Regions from separate parts of the Gossypium hirsutum genome. Here all the other regions are linked to region 3. A link is a contact called in public Hi-C data. All regions are on one chromosome and are shown on one strand. Each heading gives the region's core, a stretch centred on a gene start, on an enhancer-like site or on the middle of the called end of the contact. The rest is flanking DNA. Distances are from core to core; before and after follow the strand shown. Region 1 holds the start of LOC107948368 (29 kDa ribonucleoprotein A, chloroplastic). Region 2 holds the start of LOC107948371 (translin). Region 3 holds the start of LOC107948355 (ethylene-insensitive protein 2).

Region 1 (3,245 bases), core at 280-2,779, 590 kb after region 3:
ATTGTTGGCCGTAGGATTGAGCAAAGAAACTAAAAGAATCTAAAAACCAATTTGATCCGATATATTCAATTTGGTTTAGGTTTTATAATATTCGGTTCAGGTTTTATAATGTTCGGTTCAGTTTCATGTTAATGTTATCATTCAAATCGCACAATTCGGTTCAAGTTCAGTTTCTCCTCTTGGAACCATTTTATACAAAAAGTTAAAATATTTCACAGCAAGTAAATCATTTCTTAAAAATAATAATCATAATTATAAGCATAATTCTAATTTTAAAAAAATAGTTCATTAAACTCTATAAATATTTTATTTATAAAAGAAACAATTATACACAAGTTGTTGAATATATATTTGATAGTTATAAATTTAAAAAAGTATATGGCATATTGTAATGATTCGATTATAATTAATTAAAAGAATGGTAAGTAAAACATTAGATATATCAATAATTTATGTATTAACTTTTCTTTTAACAACTTTAAATGATTTATTAACTTAATAACTTAACTTAAAATGATTTTTTAAATGGTTTTATGAATGATTATAATATTAATGTAATTATTTAATTTACCTCGTAAATGTATAAATGAATTAAGAGCATGCATTATGATTATTATGAAATAAAATATATATATATATTAGAACTTTGGGGTTCAAAAGAAGATGATTTTTTTTTGACAAAACTCAAAATTTTAAAATCAAACCGCTATTATTGGTTTTGGGTATTTCTATTTTTATTCAATACAATTTTGATTTCAAAAGTTAAAAAGAAAATGAAAAAATTTAATTCAATTTTTGTTAAAAATTAAATCGAAGTGAATACATCCATGTGAGTGTTCGATCGAATCGAGTTAATTATGTTGACAAGTCCTATTTTATCATCTAAATCAATTTAAGATTTTTTCGAATCAAGTCGAGTTAAATGAAATTTGAGTCAAATCGAATCGAGTGAACTGTTCGAGTTAAATTAAAAAATTTAAACACGTCAAATTAAAATCAATATAACTAATTTCATGTTATAACACATAAATTTGAAACCACATATATTTAAAAACTTTTTCAAAGTAAATTAATAAAAAATAATTTAGTATGATAAACTTAAATAATTAATTAACTTATTTAAATCCCAAAATTATTATTCTAGAAATTTTTTTATTTTTTAACTTTCTTTATATTTTTTTTGAATTTTTTATAATTTTTTGAATTTTTATAAATATTTTGATTTTTAAAAATTATTTTGAATTATTTTGTAATTTTTGTTGGGAGAAAGACTAATTTGCTCATTTTCAAACTTAATAAGGACTAAAAGGGTATTTATACCAATATGTTATTTGAATTATTTGAGTTATTCAAATTGTAAAATTTAACTCGATTTGAATTCAAAAATTAAATTACCTATTCGATTTAACTTAAATAATTCGAATAACTCAATTCGATTAACTTAAAATTAAAAAAAATTAATTTTTTGATGGAGGTTGTAATTTAGAAACATAAAATACAGTTCTAATTAGTCCATTTTCATTTGGGTTTGAGGGGCTGTGGCCCTATGCAAATGTCGCTCAAACCGAAACCCAAAGCCTTTTCCCTCAGCAAAATATCTAAAATCTATCGCAATCTAATATCTTATCAACAAAAATCTAACGGCCCCAATTTCACGATATGTAATCCGAAGTACCGGCGGCAAGATAGACAAGCAGGCAACTTCTCCTCCTATAAAACTATCTATAATGTAAGCTGCTCTTCTTAAACCCTCTCTCCCATTTCAAAAACCTTATCTTCTCTTTGGCTAAAGCAGAAACAAAGGCTAAAATGTCTGCAACATCTGCTTCATCTCTCATCCTCCCATCTCTCAAACCCAAAACCATATCTTTACCAAACCCAACTCCCATTTCACTGTCCCCCTTCTCTCTTTCCCACCGCCTCCATGCAAAGCCTCTCTTTTCTTCCTCTCTTCAAAGTTTCACGCTTTTAACAAAAAAGTCTTCTTCTTTTCCTTCTAATTTTGTTAGAAACGTTTCCGTTTCATCTGAGTACGGTCAGGAAGAGGGTTTATTTGGTAGTGATGATGAAGAGGCTACTAGGTTCTCCCCTGACTTGAAACTTTTTGTGGGCAATCTTCCTTTTAGTGTGGATAGTGCTCAGCTTGCTGGCTTGTTTGGAAGTGCTGGAAATGTTCAGATGGTTGAGGTAAATTTTTTTTTTCTTTTTCCCCCTTTGCTTTTACCTGTAATTCACCATGTTTATGTTTATGTTTATGAATGACTTGCTTTGTTTTCATCATGTTCTGTTTTCACACAGAGGCTTGCCCTTTAGTTTGAATTCAAGCATAGTATGAACCTTTATTTCTGATATGTTGAATTATAGTATGGAAGAAACTTTTAATTTCGAGATGAAAATTGAATAATTAAAAAGACATTTAGCCAATTGAAGGGTCATGATATACATTTAGTGATTTAATTGAGCATCCATTGAAATATGGACCTTGTTGCTTCACTCCAATCATTTGGGAAGTTAACAAACTAGATGTACACTCCGTTTTGATGTGTTGAAATTATTGCTTTTGACAGGTGATTTATGACAAGGTAACTGGGAGAAGTAGGGGATTTGGTTTTGTAACCATGTCTACTACTGAGGAAGTGGAAGCTGCTGCTCAACAGTTCAATGGCTATGTAAGTCATCTTTTGGGGTGTTCATATGCAGATATGCGAACTTAAAGAGTATTTTGCACATTTAATAATTTAATTGCTTCGTTTACATGCTACTTAAACAAACATGGTTATCCTCTTTCGGTTTAGAGTACGCATGGATGAAGATTTGCATATTTGTCATCTTTAGAACAATTTGAGGATTGACATTTATGTTCTGGCCTTGGAACCCACTGCGGCAAATGAATTTTTTCAGCATCTGAATATAAAAAACTTCCATTTTTATTTGTTCTAGTTTCCTCAACTTTCTCTTTTCCAGCATAGTGGATGGAAAAAGGGTGTTTCGCAATATCGAGTATGCTTAAGTTTTTGACTGTATTAATATCTAATACCCCTGTGACGTTATCAGTTTTGGTATAAGGTTATAGTTTCTATCAGAAGTTTGAATCGAGGTTATCATAAAATTTTCTTGTGTTTACACTTGCTGATTGCAGGAACTTGAAGGGAGAGCGTTGAGGGTAAACTCTGGACCACCTCCTCCTCGTAGGGAAGAATTTTCTCCTAGGGCGAGAGGTGGTTCAACCATGGGTGCTTCAAATC
Region 2 (3,155 bases), core at 611-3,110, 810 kb before region 3:
GACCATGACATGCTTCTTTCTTTATTTCTAGAGCATGAAGTGAAAGCCATTAGAGCTATCCCTATAAGACTATTCATTATAGTTGACAAGATTGTTTGGCACTTTACCAAAGATGACAAATACATAGTTAAATATGGGTATAATCTTTCAAGGTAGCTAAAGCATATAAATGAAGCAGGTGGTACTTATTCGAGAAGTAATAGACAAAGCTCAATTTGGAACTCGATATGGAAAATTCAAGGTACCTTAAGAGTTAAGAATTTCATACAGAGAACTTGTAATAATGTTATCGAGCTTTGTCAAACAAGTGTCCAAGATACAATGATGAGGTTGAATCTCTTGAGCATATTTTGTTTGGCTGTCGAATTGTAAAAGCGGTTTGGAGAGCATCTTCGCTTCACTATGATCCTACAAAAACCGCATCTTCGCTTCACTATGGTCCTACAAATATTGATTTCTCTAGCTTTTTTAACTGGTGGATTGAGACAAATGAGCAATTTCTAAATTTTGGGTCTTCTTCGACCACAAGTATGACAGCTTGGGTATGTTGAGAAATATAGAGTTGGAATTTATGGATGTCTGAAAGCATTAATACTGACCCCATACAAATTTGGAGTGATGCTTGGAGGATTTTTTGAGTCTCTAAAGACTGAGGAGAATGCTTTGTCCCAATCAGCGCCTTGAATATTCGACTACTTCATGGAGCCCGCCTCTGTATAGTGTTATTAGATGCTTCCTTTGATAAGCAAATGCTACATTTGCCTGGGGGCCGTGGCAGCGATGGTTTATTCATTAGAGGTGCAAATGCCTTAATCTTTGATGGATTTCCTTTTGTGGTATGATAAAAACTAAAGGTGAGTAAAATTCGATTCGATTAAAAAAATTGAAAAAAAATTCGAATTATTCGAATTGAATTAATTGAGTTAATTGAATCAACTTAATTTTTTTTCGAATTTCAAGTTTAAATCAAATTAAATTTTTTAATTCGAATAAGCCAAATACTAAACCGTTTTACTCCCTTCCCCCGCCCCCACTCAAACCCTTTTATTTTTCCTCAACCCCTGAAATTTTTTTCCCCATAAAAAATTACTTTTCCCAAACCCCTGAACTATTTTTTTCTTTTACTTTCTCTCCAAAACTTTTACTTCTCCAAATCCCTATCTTTTTTCCTTTTGCTTTCTTTTAAACCCTAAATTTTTTTTTCGAATTTATATCTACTATTTATGTTATTGAATTAAATTTCACATTTTGTACTATTTATTTATTGAATTGTTTAATCATGATGAATCTTTATTAATATGTTAAAATTGAATTATTAATAATGCCATAAAATATTCATGTTAAATATTTTATGTTTGTATCAATTTCATATTTTATCTTTAAAATAATTTATCAGAAGATAATTGAAATAACTAAATAATCAAAATAGCTGACAAGTATATAAAAGACTAATAAATAAATTACGGATGGATGGAAGTTAATAGCATTACGGTGGACAAATTTATTTTTTTAATTTACTATTTGATTTGATTCGAATTCCATCTTACTCGATTCGATTCGAAAAAAATTTAAATCAAATTAGGATGATAAAATAGGATTCATCAACTCAATTAACTCAACTTTTTCCATTCAATTCGATCAGATTTAACGCTCACCCCTATTAAAAATAAAATTTTTCACTTTACTTATTCAAGTGTATTTAATATTAGAATATTTATTTAACAAAATGGACCGACTTTATCATCACTGATTGATCGAATGATCAGAAATTGATTTGATTTTCAGTGCGAAAGTTGAATGGGAGGGTGTGGAATACACCGCACTGCACATATATAAAAAACATAAAATGATAAAATAAAGTGAACAAATTTCAAATTATGAAATCAGCGTTACGGAACGCTTACTACTTCACTCTCTCTCGCTACTCCTTAAACCCTAACCCCTCACTTCTTCAAATTGCTCCCTTCATTTCCACTTTTCCTTCGCTTCCCTCTGTCCTTTCCAGAAACCATCCCTTTCGTTCCCCTCTCTGCGCCACTCTCATGGCCGGCGGTGATTACGACTCGCCGCAAACCTCTCCTTCTCTGGAGAAACAGTTCGAGAAGTTCCGAGTCCAGCTTGAAGATTCTGGCAGCTTACGGGAACGCATACGCGCCGTCGTTCTGGAAATGGAGTCGGCGACTAGGCTCATGCAAGCTAGCCTCCTCCTCGTTCACCAATCTAAACCAATTCCCGGTAACATTCTTCTTTTGCTTCTTCAAATTATATGGTTTTTGGAATATTACCTATTTTATAATTTTTACGCATATGTTTATATCAACAGAGGTTTTGCAGAAGGCAAATTCTCAGATTAACGTACTAAAGGGTCTTTACAATAAACTTGCTGAAGTTGTTAGGGAATGCCCTGGACAATATTACAGGTGAGATTCATTGGAGATTTTGGTTAATTTCAAATTTTATTTTAGTAGAAATTTTTGTGTTCTTGATGTGGTGTTCGGGTGTGTTACTGTGTTTAGGTATCATGGGGATTGGAGGAGTGAAACTCAAATGGTAGTTTCTTTGCTTGCCTTTATGCATTGGTTGGAAACTGGAAATCTGCTTATGCATACTGAAGCTGAGGAAAAACTTGGATGTATGTTTCAGTAATGAATATTTATTCGGTTTTACGAGTAATTTTTGTATTTGCTAATGAAGACAAATGAGAAAGTTGGTTGTTTTGGCAGTGAACAATTCGGATTTTGCTTTAGACCTGGAGGATTATCTTGTTGGTATGTGCTGAAAGCTTCTCTAATTGAAGAGTTCTATACTCTCATGGATTGAACCGTTTGTTCCGTACTATTTTTTTCTCTAATCTTTTAAAGATTCAATTTTCTTTAGCTAGCCTGAAGTATTCTAGTTATTGAATGGCAAGTAAATGTGATTGACCACATCAATAGGCAGGATGAAATTCTTTGTACATTCTAATGCATTAGAGTCTTTTTCTTTATTAAAATGGCCAGGGTAGTTAACTGAACTTCAGTTTTCCATTTTTTTGGTTCATCTTATTCAAATGAGGACTGTCTCGTCAGACCAATTGATACTTGTGTTAAAATATTTTTAAGAGATTCACCTATCATATATGCTGTTTGTATTTTTGGATGAACTAAATGAAGCAT
Region 3 (3,561 bases), core at 613-3,112:
ACTACCAGGTCAAAACCAAACCGTGCACCTCCTTCAACAGTGGCAACCCACTTCCCAGGGTCAACATATCCAATTGATATTAGAAGAACAGGTAAAACAACAGGGAACATCTGATGAAGGGCACCTCGTTGGTGGTTAGCATTTCCTCCCTCAGCTTCCATTTTGTCAACTAGAAATTCAGACGATATGCTAGTTACAGTGCAGCAACGCTTCAAATTCCATCTTCAGAATAGCACAGAACCTCCAATGCTCAAGAAGTACTACAATTACATGGTTGTTCACAATGACTAAATCTCGTAAGAAAGAAGCTATCCATCATAAGATATTCAGCTAGATATTAGCAAGTTATTTGATTAAACATAATTTTGCAAGAAAAAGCAAACAGTCGAGACCATTTTCTGCAAGACTTGCTATCAAACGAATGTACATTAAACAAAAGCCCTGGCACAGCAGGACTAGCGAGCATCTAAAATGCACTTCCCAAGAATCAGTGCCACCGCAACTGCTGACAGAATCAAAATTGCAGCCTCAGCCACAACCATATAGGGGCTGGTGAATATTCCAACTCTCGCAGGACTTTTACCAATAACTTGAATCAGTATCAAAGGGCAGATACACCCATCTCCACTCCCTGAGTAGAACAACAAATAATCCAAACAAATTCCTCCAACGAAAGCACCTACAAAGTCAAAACCTGAATCAAATCAGTCAAAACCATCAGCCTTGGAACATAACTACAAGAAAAAGGAATTAAAGCATCAAAACCAACATGTAAAACGAATCAGAACCAAATTCTAGCATAAATCATGATTAAACCATTTGGTCAAGCTTCAAAACAAAATCATCAGAGTCCAATATACAGTGAACACCATAAATTTCACAAACCGGTACGGTTAACCAGATTATTCAAAAAGAAAAAAGTATAGTGTGAATTAGTTCAAGGGTGTAAGCCCTCAGCATCATCACAAGTTCACTTTGCAAACTAAATTTCAGCATCAATGCTAATCAATAGTGATAAAGATCAGCACACAAAAACAAACCAAAATAAACAACCAGAAGACAGAATAAAATACAGCTTCATACAAAACCACAAACCCCAAAAGTACCCCCACACGAAAATTACGAAACAAAAACCTTGGACTTAAAAACAAAACTCAGATCTTCCTAAAACATCCCAAAGCAAGCAAAAGTGTAAAACCCCACCCAAATGAACAAAGCACTAAGGAACCAATATGAATAAAAATCAAGACCCTGGATCTGATTCAGCTCAATAACTTTAAAAAAAAGGAAAAAAAATTTGCACAAATTCCAAGGTAGATTACGCATAAAGCAAGAAAACAAAAAAAAACCCAAAATAATTAAACAAAAAGAAGAAACAAGTAAATCATAAGGAAAAAGAAGACTAGAATTGGATTAGGGTTTAGGCCTTTGGGGAAGTAAAAAAATTGTTTTTTGATTTTACCTTACGGTAAAAAGTGGGACAGAAAGAGCTTATCTGCTATCCTTTTCTCTGCAATCTCTATCTAAGTTTGGGTATTAACAAAAGTAGATCTTCAGGAAGAGGGATTTCTCAAGCCACTGGGTTTTATTTATATATTTTTCTTCACAAACAGAGAGAGAGAGAGAGAGCGAAAAAGAAAAAGAGAGAAAAAAAGAGGATAGATACATGATCATCTCAGATAGATAAATATATAATTATAAATATATTTTCAAGGGTGTGGGGGCTCTTTCCAAGCCATGCCACGCCATGTTGAAGAAAAGAGGAAATTTATTTATATATAATATGTGAAAAAAGAAAACTTTCACTACTAAATACTAATCAAAGCGAAGAAGAAAATGTGTCCAGATGAAAGACAAAACAAAAAGCTAGAAAAAGTTTAAAGACAGACAGTTAAAAGGTTATTGACATCAAAACAGTTCCAACAAATCTCGAGGATATCCCACAAATTTCAGCATTACAATTAATCCAACTTCTCTCATTTCATTTATATACATTTAATGGATTATTATTTATTTGTATAAACTTTTATGTTAATAATTAGGGTAAATTTTATAAAATGATAATTAAGGTTAAGTTTATGTTATTGTCTCACAATTATTAAAAGTTACGATGTCGTCATTCACGTTATAAATGGTATCAAATTATTAAATTTGATCAACTTAACTTCTTATTTTTTTAGCAAAATAATGAGACGACATATTAACTCAAAGTTTAATAATTAATTCAATCTCTAAACCGTCATTTTATTATTTAGTGTTTTTAATATTTTCTAACCATAATCTAAAAAATATACAAAAGTATAAAAGTATGATAAAATTCTTTAAAAAACACTTGAAAGTTGATAACTTATTTTTAAAATTATAATTATGCAAAAATTTTAAAATTTTATAAATTCTAAAAGTTTTAATCAAACTTGATGAGATTGTAAGTGAAAATTTTGTATTTTAATTATTATAAAGTTCTTTTTTAACGAAATAGAACAACTTTTGCTATTATTGTTACAATCAAATGAATCCACTTTTCCTTTTGTATCTTAGTGTAGAAAAAGTGTGTTGAAGACCCTAATAATACTCTAAAAGCATGTGTGTAAGTGAACACTGAAGGACAAAATAATATAGAGATAATGTGCAAAAGGCTGATGAGTTATTTTGTCGTAGATATGGTAAATCTGTACCTGTCATTTGTTATTTTCTTTTTAACCAGTAGATTTTTTGATTTACAACTAAGTATATAATCAGTAAATATATATCCAAGAAATATTGTTTTCTAATTCATTTTAACTAGGGGTGAAGCTAGAATAATTTTTTAGGGGCAAATGAAATTTTAATTTTTTATAGTCAATATCTTTATAATTTTTAAAGGATTAAATGGAATTTTTATAATTTTAGGGGGTAAAGTGTAATTTTAACTTTACTAATTTAAATTTTTTTAAAAAATTTAAGAATTTAAATAGCAATTTTATATTTTAGAGGAATTAAGACCCCTACTAACCCCCTAAATTCACCTATAATTTTAACCAACTATGAATATTCTTATAAACAACCTTTTGATTATACTTTTGGGATCAAATTAGTTATTAGTGATTGAGTTAACATACAACATCATTATTTCATTAAGGGATAACAATAGAACAGTTAACTAATAGGTGACCAAAATTTAATAATTCAATAATGTAAGTGATCATAATATAACTTTTGATAGTTGGGTTGCAAAAGCATGAACTTAACCTTAGTTTTGAGGACTATTTGTATACTTTTCCCTAGTAATTAACATTATTTATTAAGGAATAATATTTGATGCTCAATGCATAAGTCTCATATACCATCGGCAAATAATATCACAACACATCATCATTAAATAATATAAAAAATAGTGAAGGACTTAAAAGATACTAATAAATATTAAAACCCAAGACTTTAGACCTTAAACCCAAGATTCTAAATTCGAGAGTTATTAATAATTTTTTATAATAGTTACATTTAATGTTTAATCATACTTAAATAAAACTATCAATATTTATTTATAAGTCCTCCATATTTTTACTTAATTTAATTATAATA

What was found. A called contact is a pair of places that touch in the nucleus more often than the background predicts.
Region 1: a Hi-C map of leaf shows a contact between it and region 3, with 3 times the contacts expected there. The contact joins the promoter of LOC107948368 here to the promoter of LOC107948355 in region 3. A contact is called at or near these places in 14 of 34 Hi-C or Micro-C datasets (callus, cotyledon, fibers and 4 more).
Region 2: a contact with region 3 is called in a Hi-C map of leaf, with 6 times the contacts expected there. The contact joins the promoter of LOC107948371 here to the promoter of LOC107948355 in region 3. A contact is called at or near these places in 2 of 34 Hi-C or Micro-C datasets (both in leaf).

Annotation. Positions count from the first base shown.
Region 1 is chrA04:67,822,182-67,825,426 of Gossypium_hirsutum_v2.1, forward strand. LOC107948368 (29 kDa ribonucleoprotein A, chloroplastic) reads left to right here and starts at 1,530. Exons shown (of 5, transcript XM_016882873.2): 1 at 1,530-2,187; 2 at 2,568-2,669; 3 at 3,140-3,245. The coding sequence starts at 1,810.
Region 2 is chrA04:66,421,001-66,424,155 of Gossypium_hirsutum_v2.1, forward strand. It overlaps LOC107948371 (translin), which reads left to right and starts at 1,861. Exons shown (of 7, transcript XM_016882883.2): 1 at 1,861-2,235; 2 at 2,324-2,420; 3 at 2,517-2,632; 4 at 2,724-2,768. The coding sequence starts at 1,878.
Region 3 is chrA04:67,228,500-67,232,060 of Gossypium_hirsutum_v2.1, forward strand. It overlaps LOC107948355 (ethylene-insensitive protein 2), which reads right to left and starts at 1,863. Exons shown (of 9, transcript XM_016882863.2): 1 at 1,463-1,863; 2 at 393-694; 3 at 1-260. The coding sequence starts at 161.